Linked DNA regions of Rattus norvegicus: region 2 is linked to region 1. The links are chromatin contacts, called in public Hi-C maps. All regions are on one chromosome and are shown on one strand. Each heading gives the region's core, a stretch centred on a gene start, on an enhancer-like site or on the middle of the called end of the contact. The rest is flanking DNA. Distances are from core to core; before and after follow the strand shown. Region 1 overlaps Ptprm (protein tyrosine phosphatase, receptor type, M). Region 2 overlaps Ptprm (protein tyrosine phosphatase, receptor type, M).

The links. A called contact is a pair of places that touch in the nucleus more often than the background predicts.
Region 2: a Hi-C map of Schwann cells shows a contact between it and region 1, with 2.0 times the contacts expected there. The contact joins two enhancer-like sites.

What each region holds. Positions count from the first base shown.
Region 1 is chr9:114,421,714-114,428,896 of GRCr8, forward strand. The region is part of intron 7 of Ptprm (protein tyrosine phosphatase, receptor type, M); the gene reads right to left. Among named protein-coding and RNA genes, the nearest start is that of Ptprm, 370 kb to the right of the region's middle. Within about 2 kb of position 1,963, at least 64 of the 93 cell types and tissues checked have an H3K27ac peak or open chromatin away from gene starts, as enhancers often do. A contact at or near this core is called in Schwann cells, where this site is marked.
Region 2 is chr9:114,555,868-114,562,740 of GRCr8, forward strand. All of the region lies in intron 2 of Ptprm (protein tyrosine phosphatase, receptor type, M), which reads right to left. Among named protein-coding and RNA genes, the nearest start is that of Ptprm, 230 kb to the right of the region's middle. Within about 2 kb of position 5,189, at least 47 of the 93 cell types and tissues checked have an H3K27ac peak or open chromatin away from gene starts, as enhancers often do. A contact at or near this core is called in Schwann cells, where this site is marked.

The DNA of each region.
Region 1 (7,183 bases), core at 713-3,212:
AGACACAGACTTTCGAGTTCAGTTGGATTTACTTACATCGAACTAATTTTTTTTTAAATGCACTGAGTTAGGGGAAAGGACTCTGTCTGGCTTGGGCTGTTCAGAGATGCCCCCTTCCTTCCAGTCCTTCCCCTTCACATCTTTAATTTTAAACCAAGTGCTCACACTGGCTATGCTGTTCTGGGACTGAAGATGTGGCTCAGTGGCGCGCAGAAGGCTGTAGGTTCCATGCCAAGCACTGAACGCCCCCACCAAAGAGGCTGTGGTTATATTTTTTTCCTCTGGTATCTGGTTTTCCCATGAAGGCTGACCCTGTCTTGCACCTTTCATTTCCAAGGGTTTATATATAATCTCTGTCTACAAGTCAATAGAGAGAACCTGATGCAAGGCAAGCCCTGTGTGCTTCTTCCTTTGGCCCTAAGCTTTAAAGCCATTCTCACCCTCTGTGTTCCTGCCTTGGGGGTCAAGACAATTCTACCTTTGACCATGCCTAACCTTAACCTCTGCTCTTTGAATACCTGCTCCTGCTCTGCCAGCATCATTGAGGGCAGCATCTCAGACCCTTTCCATTTGCCACGTGCTGCCTGCCATTCTGCCGCTCAGCCCGGGCATTACCCGTGGGGTTGCTGACCTCCTTTTCTACCTCTGGCGCTGTTCTTCTTGCACTGGGTCTCTAAGAATGAAGAGGGACTCTGGGAGGTGAGACCACTGACAGCAAAATCAGGATGCTGGGGGTGGGGGGTGGGGACATATATGATCTTTGATGTCTCTGCATCACTGTTGACGGGGAAAAGAAATTTCATACAGAAAATACTAAAGATGATACTAGAATTTAGGGAAATGCTCATGGGTGAGAATGATATTTGATGCTCAGCTTAAGAAACAAGAAGTCACTGAACAGTTTCCAGAGGGAAACAATGTGACAAGTTTGGGGGGAAAGTAACTTCGTAAGAATATCAACCAGAGGAAACGGCAGAGGTTGCCTTCGAAATTACAAGCGAATCTTAAAGTCATTTATTCTAGATCATTCTGTGTCCACATTGCATATCATCCTGGGGAACTGTGACTATAAAACCCATCTAAGGGACAGTCCCATGGCTTCCCGTAGTGCTGATTTCAGGATGGAGCAGAAGCAGCATGGAGAACGGTGACCTGTTCTAATCTGCCTCAGGTAACGGAATGTTTGGCTCTTAGCAGGAACATAAAGTAGTTTTACATTCAAGGAGCCGGTTCAGGTTCATTAAAATAAAAGGAAGTCAAGAAAAACACTGGCAAAGAGCTAGTCTCAAGCCCCACTTTCTCTCATTCACCCTAGCAAAGTAAATAAACTACCCTTCAAAACAGGAGGGATACAAAGTTATCATTCACACGTCGCAGGCGGCTGGAAAGAAAAGCGAGGCAAAAATGAAACAGCTAAAGCAGATTTATTCAGTTTCCTAACTCCTTGGTCATAAAACCAAGATTCCAGCCTAAGCAGGTAACCGGTACTTTCTTTAAATCTCACCAGATTTGAACTGGTTTACTTACTGTGAAACCTCACCTGGTCTTCTCACTACATCCTTTAGGAGGATGGACTGCAAGTGTCCCCAACGCCAACGCCAGGGCACAAACCACCCTGCAGTGGCAGGCTACTGCAGACACACTGTCATATGAAACACCCTTTCTCCCTCTGCCCTGTAGGTCCTTTGAGGCTCACACCCAAAGTTTCCGGCTTGCTAGGCTTGTGACAGCAGGGACAGTTCTGCTGAATGACTTGAACCTTTTCAGCTAGTTCGCTGTTCAGGATCAGTCACCAGACTTTTCTCCTTGTACTATTCCCAAGCGTTTTCTATTATTCTTGATTCTCCATTCTAGACTCCAACCTGCGAGTGGGCAGGCTAAGCTCTTGAATCTTTTTCTATTCTCTGTGAGTGCTGTCTGAACAAACATTCTGGCAGCGGAAGGGAGTGAGGTCAGCGGGCTCTGTGCGCATGAGCGTTACCATGGAGTTCATGTAAAGGAGACAGGCAGGGCTTCCAGCAACAGCACTTTCCCCCAAAGCCTGCAAAACTTTGGAGCCAGGAAAAGCAGCATCCTCAGCCAGAGCCACGGGAAGTCAAAAAGAACAGTTCTCGATTTTTCCTCTGTCAACCAACCACATTATTAAACCTTAAAATACAAAGAAATAGCATGGCTGATTATTGAAATTTGGAATCAACGCGTTTATGGCACTGGGATAGAGAACATTTTTCTCTCTTGTTCTTTAACTATTTATTTGCATATACACTGAGTAGAGGCCTTTGATTTAAAGAGTGGCTTTTTTCTTTCAAGACTTTTAAGCTGAAAGATCAAATCTCTCACGAACGTCATCAGCCTTTAATACCGCTAGTTAGCCTTGGGAACTGCAGATGTTGCTATCTTAAGAGACTGATTCTGTCCCATACAACCTCCCAGCATATGCATCTAGTCTTCTACAGTAGCAACAGAGGGCAGGAGGAGGCAGAAAGAGGACGCACAAGAAGACTTCATGAGCATTGCTGGTGTCGATGTGACCAGAAATCCTTCCTCAACTACTGGGTCCCACCCCTTAATTCTCCACGGTCCACAAAGTATCCAAACAGCAAGCACTGCTTATGTATTTCAAAAAATCACGGAGAAAATATGCCTCAGGGTGTACCCTAATGGGAAGACACAGAAGAGTGGTCACCTTAAGAATGGAAGATGGCCTCACATGTAGAGAATTACTCCCTAGCTGAGGCCGGGTGAGGCAATCACAGACTTGAATTCAAATAAATAAAACCGGTTAGTTTTTCTCCTAAAACCTTTAGCCAGGAGACGAGAGGCAACCAGTAGAAACAAATAATGGCTGGAACAGTTTAACATGTATTTTCCCCTCAAACTAAGCATTTTAGAGTTAGGCCCTCAGGTCGCTGACAGGTTAGAACTGAATCCCTCATGCTATGACCAACAATACATTATTCTTCCTTCCATCATGGGTCTGAACGGGAGGATCTCAGACATTTGATCGGTGCTAGCCTGCTTTTGTTTCCGTTTTGTTTTGACGCCATGGATTGAATCCCTGGGCATCCCATTCCACCACTGAGCCATAGCCCGGATCCAATTCCAGTTTCTATTAGTTAAACCAGGACGGAGCAGAACAGAGATGATCCCACTTTTGATTCATTCCCCTGATGGCTTGCTGAGTATGGGTAGAAAACATCACTTGACTTTGCTGTTTCAATTTGCTTGAAAAAAAGAATGTGCTGATTAATTTTTGTAATTTTTTTTAAATCACAAAGGTCTTTAACAAATAATTTAGCATCTCAGGGTTGTTTTATAGATTCCTGGATTAAATGATTTCCTTACTTTTTCTGCCAAATGGCGATTTTTTAAAATTTAAGGTAGATTTTAGGTGGCTGTGAGCTTCCAGAAGCGTGCATAAGTCAGAGGGCTGAGGATAGTATTTGCCTAAGAAATATTTGCTCAGTAAACAATCTCATTATCTATGTTTGTCTGGTCCCAGGATCCTGTACGCCAGGAAACCTGCAGAATCTCCCACCCACACTCAGAAACAGTGAGCCAGGGTGTGTGTGGGGGTGTGTGTGGGGGTGTGTGTGGGGGTGTGTGTGTGGGTGTGTGTGTGGGTGTGTGTGTGGGTGTGTGTGTGGGTGTGTGTGTGGGTGTGTGTGTGGGTGTGTGTGTGGGTGTGTGTGGGGGTGTGTGTGTGGGGGTGTGTGTGTGTGTGGGTGTTTGTGGGGGTGTGTGTGGGGGTGTGTGGGGGTGTGTGTGGGGGTGTGTGTGTGGGTGTGTGTGGGGGTGTTTGTGGGGGTGTGTGTGGGGGTGTGTGGGGGTGTGTGTGGGGGTGTGTGTGGGGGTGTGTGTGTGGGTGTGTGTGGGGGTGTTTGTGGGGGTGTGTGTGGGGGTGTGTGGGGGTGTGTGTGGGGGTGTGTGTGGGTGTGTGTGTGTGGGTGTGGGTGGGGGTGTGTGTGGGGGTGGGGGTGTGTGTGTGGGTGTGGGTGGGGGTGTGGGTGTGTGTGGGGGTGGGGGTGGGGGTATGTGTGGGGGTGGGGGTGTGTGTGGGTGGGGGTGTGTGTGGGTGGGGGTGGGGGTGTGGGGGGGGTGGGGGTGTGTGTGGGGGTGGGGGTGAGGGTGGGGGTGTGTGTGGGGGTGATGGTGTGGTGGGGAGACTGCACAGGGATGGTCATCAGCTGGGGTTACAATGTTTAATACTGGGAAAAGGGGTTATACCCGGTTTTCCCCCTTGAGAGTTCCTCTCAGGAGAAGCACACCACTTTGTGAATATCTCAGTATTTATTTGTTCTGTAGGTAGGAAGAAAATCTTAAAAATGATATTCTAAAATCTTTTGAAAATTCAAATGATTTCTCAGAGGAGATACACACTGAGGCTCTCACAGAGAGCTGAGCATGGTAGCAGATGTCTCCAGTCCCAGGGAGTCTGAGGAAGGAGTATGTTCACTTCTGAGTCAACTTGGGCAACTCAGTCCCTAGTGAGACCCCCTAGGCCAGCCTGCGGAACTCAATCCATAGTGAGACCCCCATCTCAATGGCACACGGCAGGGGCTGGAGATACGGCTCAGCAGCTAGGAGCATTCTGGATCTTCCAGAAGATATAAGTTTAGATCAGAGCACCCATGTAGGCAACTCACAACTGCCTGTGTCACCAACTCTCAGAAAGAACCTAACACCATCTTCTGACCTCCATAACACCACATACATTCGGTAGACACAAAGACACAGATACAGAAAACACATCTGTACAAATTATTTAGAAACATAAAAACACAAATGAACAAAAAGTCACTCACACAGAGAACCGAGAACAGGCAGAGGGTGGGTTCCACAGCCTGTGGTTTATACACGTGTATGGTGCTCTAGATGAGGGAGACCATACATGTCACAGAAGGTCTAAAACTCCATGGCTGTCGTGGTTTCTTAAAGTAGATACCTTTCCCCCAACACACACACACACACACACACACACACACACACACACACACACACACACACACACACACACGTACATAAGAAGCTGACTTCCTGAATGAAATACAGGGCCACATTTCATGAGGGAGTTTAAATCCCAGAGATCATTTGTATTCTTAAGTGTTGATGGGACAAAACCATGGAGAAGTAACTCACACAGTAGGAGCTACTGGCTATACAAAAAAAAGATTTACTTCCCTGATTAGTATTCAAAACACACCATCGGTGTGGTAGCCAACAGGCCTGGCAGAGCTGTTTCTCAGAAGAGCCTAAGTTATCTGTTCCACCCTGCCCTGCAGGGTCCCGGCAACCACAGATACCCACTGGAGGAGGAAGAGATGAGAATCCTTTCTCACACTATGCTAATCACCCTAAAACCAAATAAATTAGGTTCCTGCTGAAACAAGGAACTCCACAAAGCCACTGTGATTCAGGAGACTTTCGGAAAGATGACCCCATCTCTGTTCTGACTCCTGAAAGTACCTTTAATAAGGGAGAAGGCCACTTAGCCCATCATTAGAGATTAAAACAGCGAAACGAACCAAAGACTGAAGCCAAATTTAGCTGTGTGACGATAGCAGCAGAGGCAAAACTCCTGGGACTTGAGACGGGGACAGAAGAAGGTGTGTGTATAGCCCTGGGAGAAGCTGTCATCAACAAGATGACCCCTGACAAAAGCATCATAAAGAAGGAAGGAGGGAGGGAGGGAGGGAAGAAAGGAGGGATGGAGGAGTGGAGGGAGGGAGGAAGGAAAGAAGGAGGGATGGAAAGAAGGAGGGAAAGGAGCATTGGAGAGCTGGGGCTTCCTCCAAGGTCCTCTGATCTTACTTGAATGTATCCTTCGACGTGTGATACCTCATTCTTTCTGTGCTTCTGTGAGATAAAGCTGTACCCTCTCATGTATGCCCTCAACGGGATGCACTGCATTTACCACAGGCCCTAAGGCAATGGGTCAGCCAACCAAACTGAAATATCAAAAACTTAGCCAAATCTTTTTCTTTTCTTTTTTCTTTTTTCTTTAAATTGAGTGCCTCTGGTAATTTGTTATCATAACAGAAACAGAAACAACACAAGGCAGAGTCTTGGTCCTCAATCTGTAAGCTGGTAGGTATTCACATGCAATTTAGGGAGAGGTCTTCACTGTGCTGAAACATAATTATCCACCCGTAACATAGCAATCACATCAAACTCAACCACAGGTCTGTGATGCGGTTACTTACGTAAACATTTTAGCAAAAATAATCTACATATTAAAATAAGGCAGTATTTCTGCATCCGAAGTCTAGGGCCCGACAACAGAAACTCCCCAGAGAAAGGACTTTGTGTGAGGTGCGCCTGCTTGCTGTCAAGGTATTAAAGGATGGGAAGGCACGATGGCTTTGCAGGCATAAGCTCAGGTGAGGTCGGATGGGCAATCCAGCTCGTTTGTAAGTAGCCAGGCCTGATCCTCACAGGCTGGGATGTGACTCAAACACAGCTATGTTTGCTTGTCTTTTGTGTGGTGCCACAGAGGTGGTGTTCTCTAGTCATGCCCCAGGGACCGTCCTTCCACAAGCTCTGAGACAGATTTAGCACTTAGCTCTCTAAAGCAGCCAACACCCCTTTGGAAAACACAATATAACATATGCTCATCTTTTACATAGCCAGACAGCTGGAGTCTACAGAAATGCAAATTCTGTCATCACTTAAAATGCGAGGGAAGAAATCCATTTCCCTGGAGTGCAAGGGAGAGGCAGGATGATCTGAGGGAAAGGTGATCAACAAATCCAACCCCCGATGGATGGGTGCACATAAAACACAAATTCAGATCTCCTGCGAGGGTACAGGTTCACGTGCACATATGACCTATGAGCTCTGTGTGCTTAGCTTCTGGGGCTTCTGCCTGGAGCCATGTGGCTTCTGGGGACTCTCCAGTTTGGTCTCCCCACACACCAGAGTGCATGCCATTGAACTGTGTTCTGGAATGTTCCTTCTCCCTTCTCCCTCCTGTCTTTAGCTTTTCTTCATTCTGCTCCCCCCCTTTTTTTTCCTCATGGAAGCAGCTGGTTGTTTGATGGACTGAATTACTTGGTCCAATTATTAACTCGGTCCAACCTTATCTTTGCAACTCAGTTCAGACTCTGTAAGCACCCCGTCCCCCATAGGCAGGCAACCAGCCAGTCAAAATATGCTAACTTGTGCCAAATGCTACTGATATGAA
Region 2 (6,873 bases), core at 3,939-6,438, 140 kb after region 1:
CACAAACACTGCCTCTAACTCAGTCTTTATCACTCTCTGCCCTAGATTGGGAGCCTTCTACCCAGACAGTGAGGCCATCAACTGGACCAAAACCCTACTTCTTCAAGGCCCATAAACACATAGAACTTAAATCTTCTAGCGACCATGACATGTCTGTCTCACTATTCACTCTGACTGGATGATCCAAACGAATAACTGTGGCCACATGGTGAGAGGGGATTCTGTAGATCGGAAGCTGTGAGGTCAGGTGTACAACCTTAAATCAGGTATGACTATGGTGGACTGGGGACACTTAGACTCTGTCAGGCTGGGAGTGACACTGACCCACTTCTACAGCTAAATGTGAACTCCACCTGAAACCCAAGACCTGTAGAAGGGGGACACCCAAGGAAAATGGGCTCTGGGTGCTCAACCCACCCTGTTCTATCCAGTTTTTCAATAAGACAAAATAAAACGTCCTATGTTTGTCAGATCATTTGAACTACCTAGGACTGAGGCAAGCCTCTGTGCTTGCTGCGCACACACCACTGAGAACTTTCGATTCAGTCGAGGAGGAGTTTAACTCTCCAGAGTTGGAAGGAGGGGTCCCACTTAGCTCCAAGGTAAATTTACACCCTCAGAAGAAGAAGAATGATGCTCATTAAATCCTTTAATTTCCTCTTGAAGATAAAAAATGAAGAAGGAAGAGAGAAGGGAAGGGAGGACAGAGAGAGGAAAGCAGAGGAAGCAGTCAAGAAGAAAATCTGAGGGCTAGAGAATTCTGTGGCAAAATTTCTATTCTATTAAAAATCTTATACTTCTTGGGACTCACAATTACTCATATTAGAGCCTAGCGGGCGATCTTGCAGATCCTGCTGCATAATGCCTTGGGATTTGTGAGTCAGGATGACTTAGATGTCTCGAAAGCCTATTTGAGCCACGGTCTTGTAATTTCCATAACACAAAGCCCAGCTTCGCTTTCTCTCTCACACAAATTTCCTATTGATATTCTACATGGCTATAAACCCGGGGCTGAAAGAATGGCTCTTCAACTTGGCAATTTAGCTCGGGCCACCCATATCTGGAGCACAAATACCTTGATTAGCTGGGACAGAATGCGCTCCTCTCTTCCTGGATAGAAAATGCTCACCTATTGTTATCTTGAATGTGGAGAGAAGTGTCATCGCAAATTCTAAAGCAGGCAAATTATTATGTACACAGATACACTTTTCCTGAAAATATTATGCAAAAAAATGTCTCTAACATTTATATACGTTTTTTTGTTTGTTCCACTCAACAAGAAATGCTTTGAACCAGGAGAGAACTGTCACAAACATCACTATTATCATTATCTCTATTCATTTTTCCATTATTTATGATAAAAATAGTACCAATAATGCACATCGGAGATAATCTGGGAACCACTTCATTTTGATTCAAAATGCGGTTTGGTATTTACGGTAAACATGCACATTTGATCTTGCAGGAATTGGCAAGACTAAATGTGACCTACCTGAACTTACTAAAGGACAGACAAGAAAAGACATGCGAGTGTTCCTTAGGGCAACATTTATTTATCTTTCTTATACACCTTTACATCCATGCCCTCACTTGTCTGTCAAGAGCAGTAGAAGTCTATGACGCCAGCATGGCTACTTATATATGGCAACTTCCCTAGTTGGCGCCCAGCATTTGTTTCTTTATTAGACACATACACACACACACACACACACACACACACACACACACACACACACACACACACACGCACGCACACAGTGCTTCATTCCTTCCTGGTCCATTCAACTTGACATGAATGTCGCCATCTTGAGTACAGCCATCTTGAGTATAGCCATCTTGAGTCAGCTCTCCTATGCCTGCCTCTGAGTTACTCTTCCCCATAACTATTCAGAGATTGTAAACAAGCAAAAGCCATTGGCATGGTAGGCCGGGTGGTTTCAGGAACCTCCTGAAGTCTTTGACAATCATTTGCCATAAACCAGGAATATTCCACCATGGATAAAGTCATGTTTGTTTGGACCACTATGAATCTCTTTCTGACCCCGGGTTTTTAATTCACCTGGCATTGCAGTCACCCAAAAACATCCTGGCTGTGCCTGCCTGAGGCTGATGCACCTAGGGGGTGGTGCTCACATGCTAGGGATTCTCAGGTTCTTTCAGAATGTGACTTACTCTACTCAAGTAAAACAGCATCCCTGCTAAAGGATGAGGTGCGATGATCTCACATCGCTTCTTCTGAAGCTCAGCATTACTCATACGCTTGAAGAACCTTCCATTCTTCAATGGAGAAGTAGACTTGGCATAGTCAAACACGTGCTGCAGAGTTACCTTATACAGCCTGACTGGGAAAGCCTACTCCTCTTGCTGCTTTGGGCTTTCAAGTTTCCTTCTGATTGATAATGTTCCTTGTTGTTAGAAATTATAACTCGGGCTGGAGAGATGGCTCAGCCGTTAAAGGCTAGGCTCACAACCAAAAATATAAGAAATTATAACTCAATAGCTACTAGACCCAGCTATTCAAAAACCATGAGAGAGGCATGGAGCTTTTAAAGCTCAGGTCCCTTAATCATTTGATTTCAGAAACTGAGTTAGGATTGAGCATAAACATTCAATATTTGCATGTATGCATGTGTACAATACACACACACACACACACACACACACACACACACACACACTTGCCTTTTACAAAACTTTGCAAATACTACAAAATGAGGATTCAATTGTCTCAATGAACTGGGTAACAGGTTTCTTACAGTCTAACTCCATCTAACTCCCCTGAAAGCAGCATTAGGCAGATGCCCTGTGCAGTACACTGCCTTCGAGTGGTGACCAATGACAGCCACTATTGTGAGAAAAACATGCTTCTTCGCTCCAGCCAATCACAGCGCTTCTCCACTACAGATATGTAAATACAGAAGTGGGCATGTGCTCAGATCGAAGATCACAGATAAAGCAGGAAGGCCCTACCCACCAGCCTTGAGGAAGAAGACAGCCCTGAGCATTTGCGGGGAGGTTTAACTCCTTTCTGGTTTGTGCCCTACAATCCGAGATTTCTCATCTGTACCCAAATGTGAGCCCTGATGTGTTGGAGTAAAGCACTTACCCAAAGGAGATGCCAGAACCCTTATGGAGCACTTGCTAGTTCCCATGCACACAATGGAAGATGAGGCACAGTCACTAACCTCAATGATGTGCTTTTCTGAAGCAAAAAGAATGGGGATTGAGCACTGGAAGACAGACGACAGCCATGGCAGGCACAGCAGCAAAGAGGTGGTAGTGGTGCGCCTTTCTTGTCACCTCTATTACCAAGTCGATGTCTATAGAAAATTAAGAAACACGATATGGCCCCAGGTACCTTTCGAGAAGCCAGTCCCAGGGCTGGGAAAGAGAAGGCAGCAGACAGACTGCTGAGGATTCCGGAGCTGATGGGGGCCCTGAGCTTACTTGGTTTTACCATTAAGAGATAACCATGAGCCTCTCTTTGTCTCTGTATTAACAAAGAATGGGGGCTTACTCTACCGGACTCCAGGATGCAGCCACAATGATCCGCCCACCCAGCTAATATTTGGCAACGTTGAAGAGGTAGAATCTGGCCTGCGTGCAGGAAGAGGGGGGTGGCTTCAGTTTTGCTCTATGTTTTGTCTTCCACAGTGAACTTTTAGTTACTTGTATTACTTGGAAAGAGACTAGCAGCATGCATTTGTCTATGTTATGAAAATACCTTTTGCTATAACCAACCAATACTTTGAATTTCTTCTTTCATAAAATACTTTCTTCTTTTATATAAAAAAAACACTTTATTTTTAGTTGTGTGACTGTGTACCTTTGTATGTGTGTATAAGTGTGCATACGCGTGTGTTCAGATGCTCGCAGAGGCCAGAAAGCATCAGATCCTCTAAACCTAGAGTTATAGGTGGTTGTGAGGTGTCTGATGTTGGTGTCAAAAGCCAAACTTGGGTCCTCGGCAAGAATGGTGTGTTCTCTTCACCGCTGAGCCATCTCTCTAGCCTGGTACCCCAATATCTCAAACTTACTAGCTTCCGCTTTCTCAAGGAGAAAAGTGAGACCACAGTACATGGAACCACTCCCCTACACCAGGTTCACGATTTCAAACTAGCAACATGCAGCATCCCAGCCCAGCTCTGCTGAAAGCTAGACATTCTTCACCATGCTCAGAAACAACTGTGGCAGCATGGGAAGATTACCCCTACCTCAGCATGCTGTACCCGGCGAGCAGACCTAGAAAGGCACGTCACCACGAAGCATCCCAAAGTAATGCTAGACATTTTGCTACCGTAGATGCCACTAGATATAAATTCTCCATAGCTTGCAAATGTTATGAAATGTAAATCTCACGCAGGGAGATGAAGATGGAGACATTGAGCCAAGACTCGGATCAGAGCAGGTGAAGTGAGAAGCTACTGTGTAGCAGTTTCCGACTATGAAGGGAGTCTTACATGGGTACCCACAGAGATTCCAGTACTGCTCCTGAACCTGAGTTTCTGGCCAGTGCTAGGTTGGTGATGTTAGCCAGTGAGGAAGAGTATCAGGTGGGCTGGAGTTGCCTCTAAACCACACAGGTAAACAGAGCAGTTAATCTTCCCAGGATTCATTCATTAATATGATTAAATGAATGGATATACACAGGGCCTTTAGAACAATGTCCAGAACATAATAAATACCCATAATTATTACCCATTGGGTGTTACTCCTGAAAACAACTGAGCTTCAGGAATTCCTGTCCATTCCGTTTACTGTTGTCTGCCCACCCCCGGGATGTTACAGGTCTTTGCTCAGGACATATGGATAAGTAGTGTGACCAAGGCAGAGACCGAGTCTGAGTCTGCAGCATCGGGGAGGAACAGAGGCAGTGCCAGTTCCTAAACCCATGGAGGCCCGTGGACATCTGTTTGTATCATCCTTGTTAGCCCCAAACACCTGGATGTAAAGTGAGCATTGGGAAGTCCTTCAACAGTCCCTCAGGGTGGAAACAGCCCAATGGTGTCCTTCAAAGTGATTTTGCAACTCAGTCTAACTAAATGCTCGGCCATTGGCTATTCTGTTTATTAAACCGCTAAGCTTCCGGGCAGGCATTACTGGATTTTGCTTGAACATGTAAACATCACTTAGCTCCTCTGTGACTCTGCTCTGGGGCCCTGGATGGGTCGACCCATCATTAAGGAAACCAGTCTGAACAAGCCTCCTCTATTCTCTCTAGCGAACTGGCACTAAATTTAGAACACTGTCGTGCCGAATTCTGGCTGCTGGCCACTATTTTCTAGTCAATTTCCTCCCTCAATATCTGGACAGAAACTCTGGACACAACAGTTGGGACGGTCACTCAACATGTACTGTGCCATGCCCTCTACACACCCAGGAGGGAGAAAGCCTGTATCTCCCCCCACAGTAAGAAGCACACAGACACTTGTAAATGCTGAGCAGAGGTCTGAGAAGAACAACATCTGTGAAACGCAACAGTGTTACCATTCATCCCCCAGCCTCAGCCAGAGCTCAGCGGTACCCTCAACAGAGCTTCCGCTCCCAAGCACGATTCCATTGGGACAGAATTCACTCATTCACAGCCTTGGTCAGAAGCAGAGGCCAAGATCCCAGAGACAGTGTCGACTTTCTCCTCTTGCCGCATGCCAAGAGAGTTAACTGTGTGATAACCATGGTTTAGAGCATGTTTTGTTTTTATTATTAACAGCCAGGCAGGGCTTTTAATCTTAGTCATTAGATGGGAAAACAGAAATGCCTGTGTTCAAAATGCACCTCGCTGACAGGAATGGCCCTCTAGTTACTGACAGGAGAAAAATAGTAAGACAGAAAAAGAAGGAAGAAAACACTCTGACAAAACGGAGACAAAATCAGCAATAAAGCACTTTTTTTTCTTTCAATGCTAAAAGATTTTTCTCTCTCTTTCACACACACACACACACACACACACACACACACACACACAGCATAGTACATAGCAAACGTCTATCAAAACCACCACCAACTACACAAATAGTTTGCCGCATGGCTTAGCAGTGAGGTTAAAGCCACCACAGCAGTATGTCCCATGCTGCTAACTGAAGAGCAGACAGACTCACATTACCCTATGGGCTAGGGGCCATCCTATTGCTGCCAGAGTCCCAGACCACAGCTCCTGATGCAACAGATCAGGTTCACCCAGGCACGCAAGGGAGAGAGACAGTTGGGAATGGTAGCACACACCAGTAATGGTAGCACACACCAGTAATCCCAGCACTTGCAGGGCTGAGGCAGGAAGAGCACCGTTTTGTGGCCATCTTGGGCTACATGAAGACACACTGAAAGAAAGAAGACATGAAGAGGAGAAGAGGGGAGAAGAGATGAGAATAGAAGGTGATGGTGAAGAAGGAGGGGGTTTTTCCCCCTCGGGTTCTCAACATGGCTCCTCTGGAAAGGTAGAGGGCTGAAGAGTGTGAGGCTAATGAAAGTTCTCAGTCACACATCAGGAGTCCAGAGCATGTACCGGCCGACTGTCTAAGTCACCAGTGGTCTGTTCATCATCTCGGGATAGCCATGGGGAGCTTGAACAGGGGACAAAAGTCACTGCTGTCAGAAGGGCACGGGGGCAGTACTTAGCCCTAGATTTTCACGGATGAGACCTGTTGTCTGTGGATCCAGCAGTGACTACAGATCAGGCCTCAGAGAAGTGGGCAAGTCAGAAAGGCGGGGTGCACTCGGTTCCTTGACGGCCAGGTGGGTAACAGGAGATGTCTAAATGCAGGACACTTGCTGGTTACTCTGACCCTCAAATATTGAACATACCTGAGTTACCCTTGTCTTGGTGCCAACGGCTTTAACTAGGGAGGATGCTTTAGGGAATACGCCTTCGGTGAT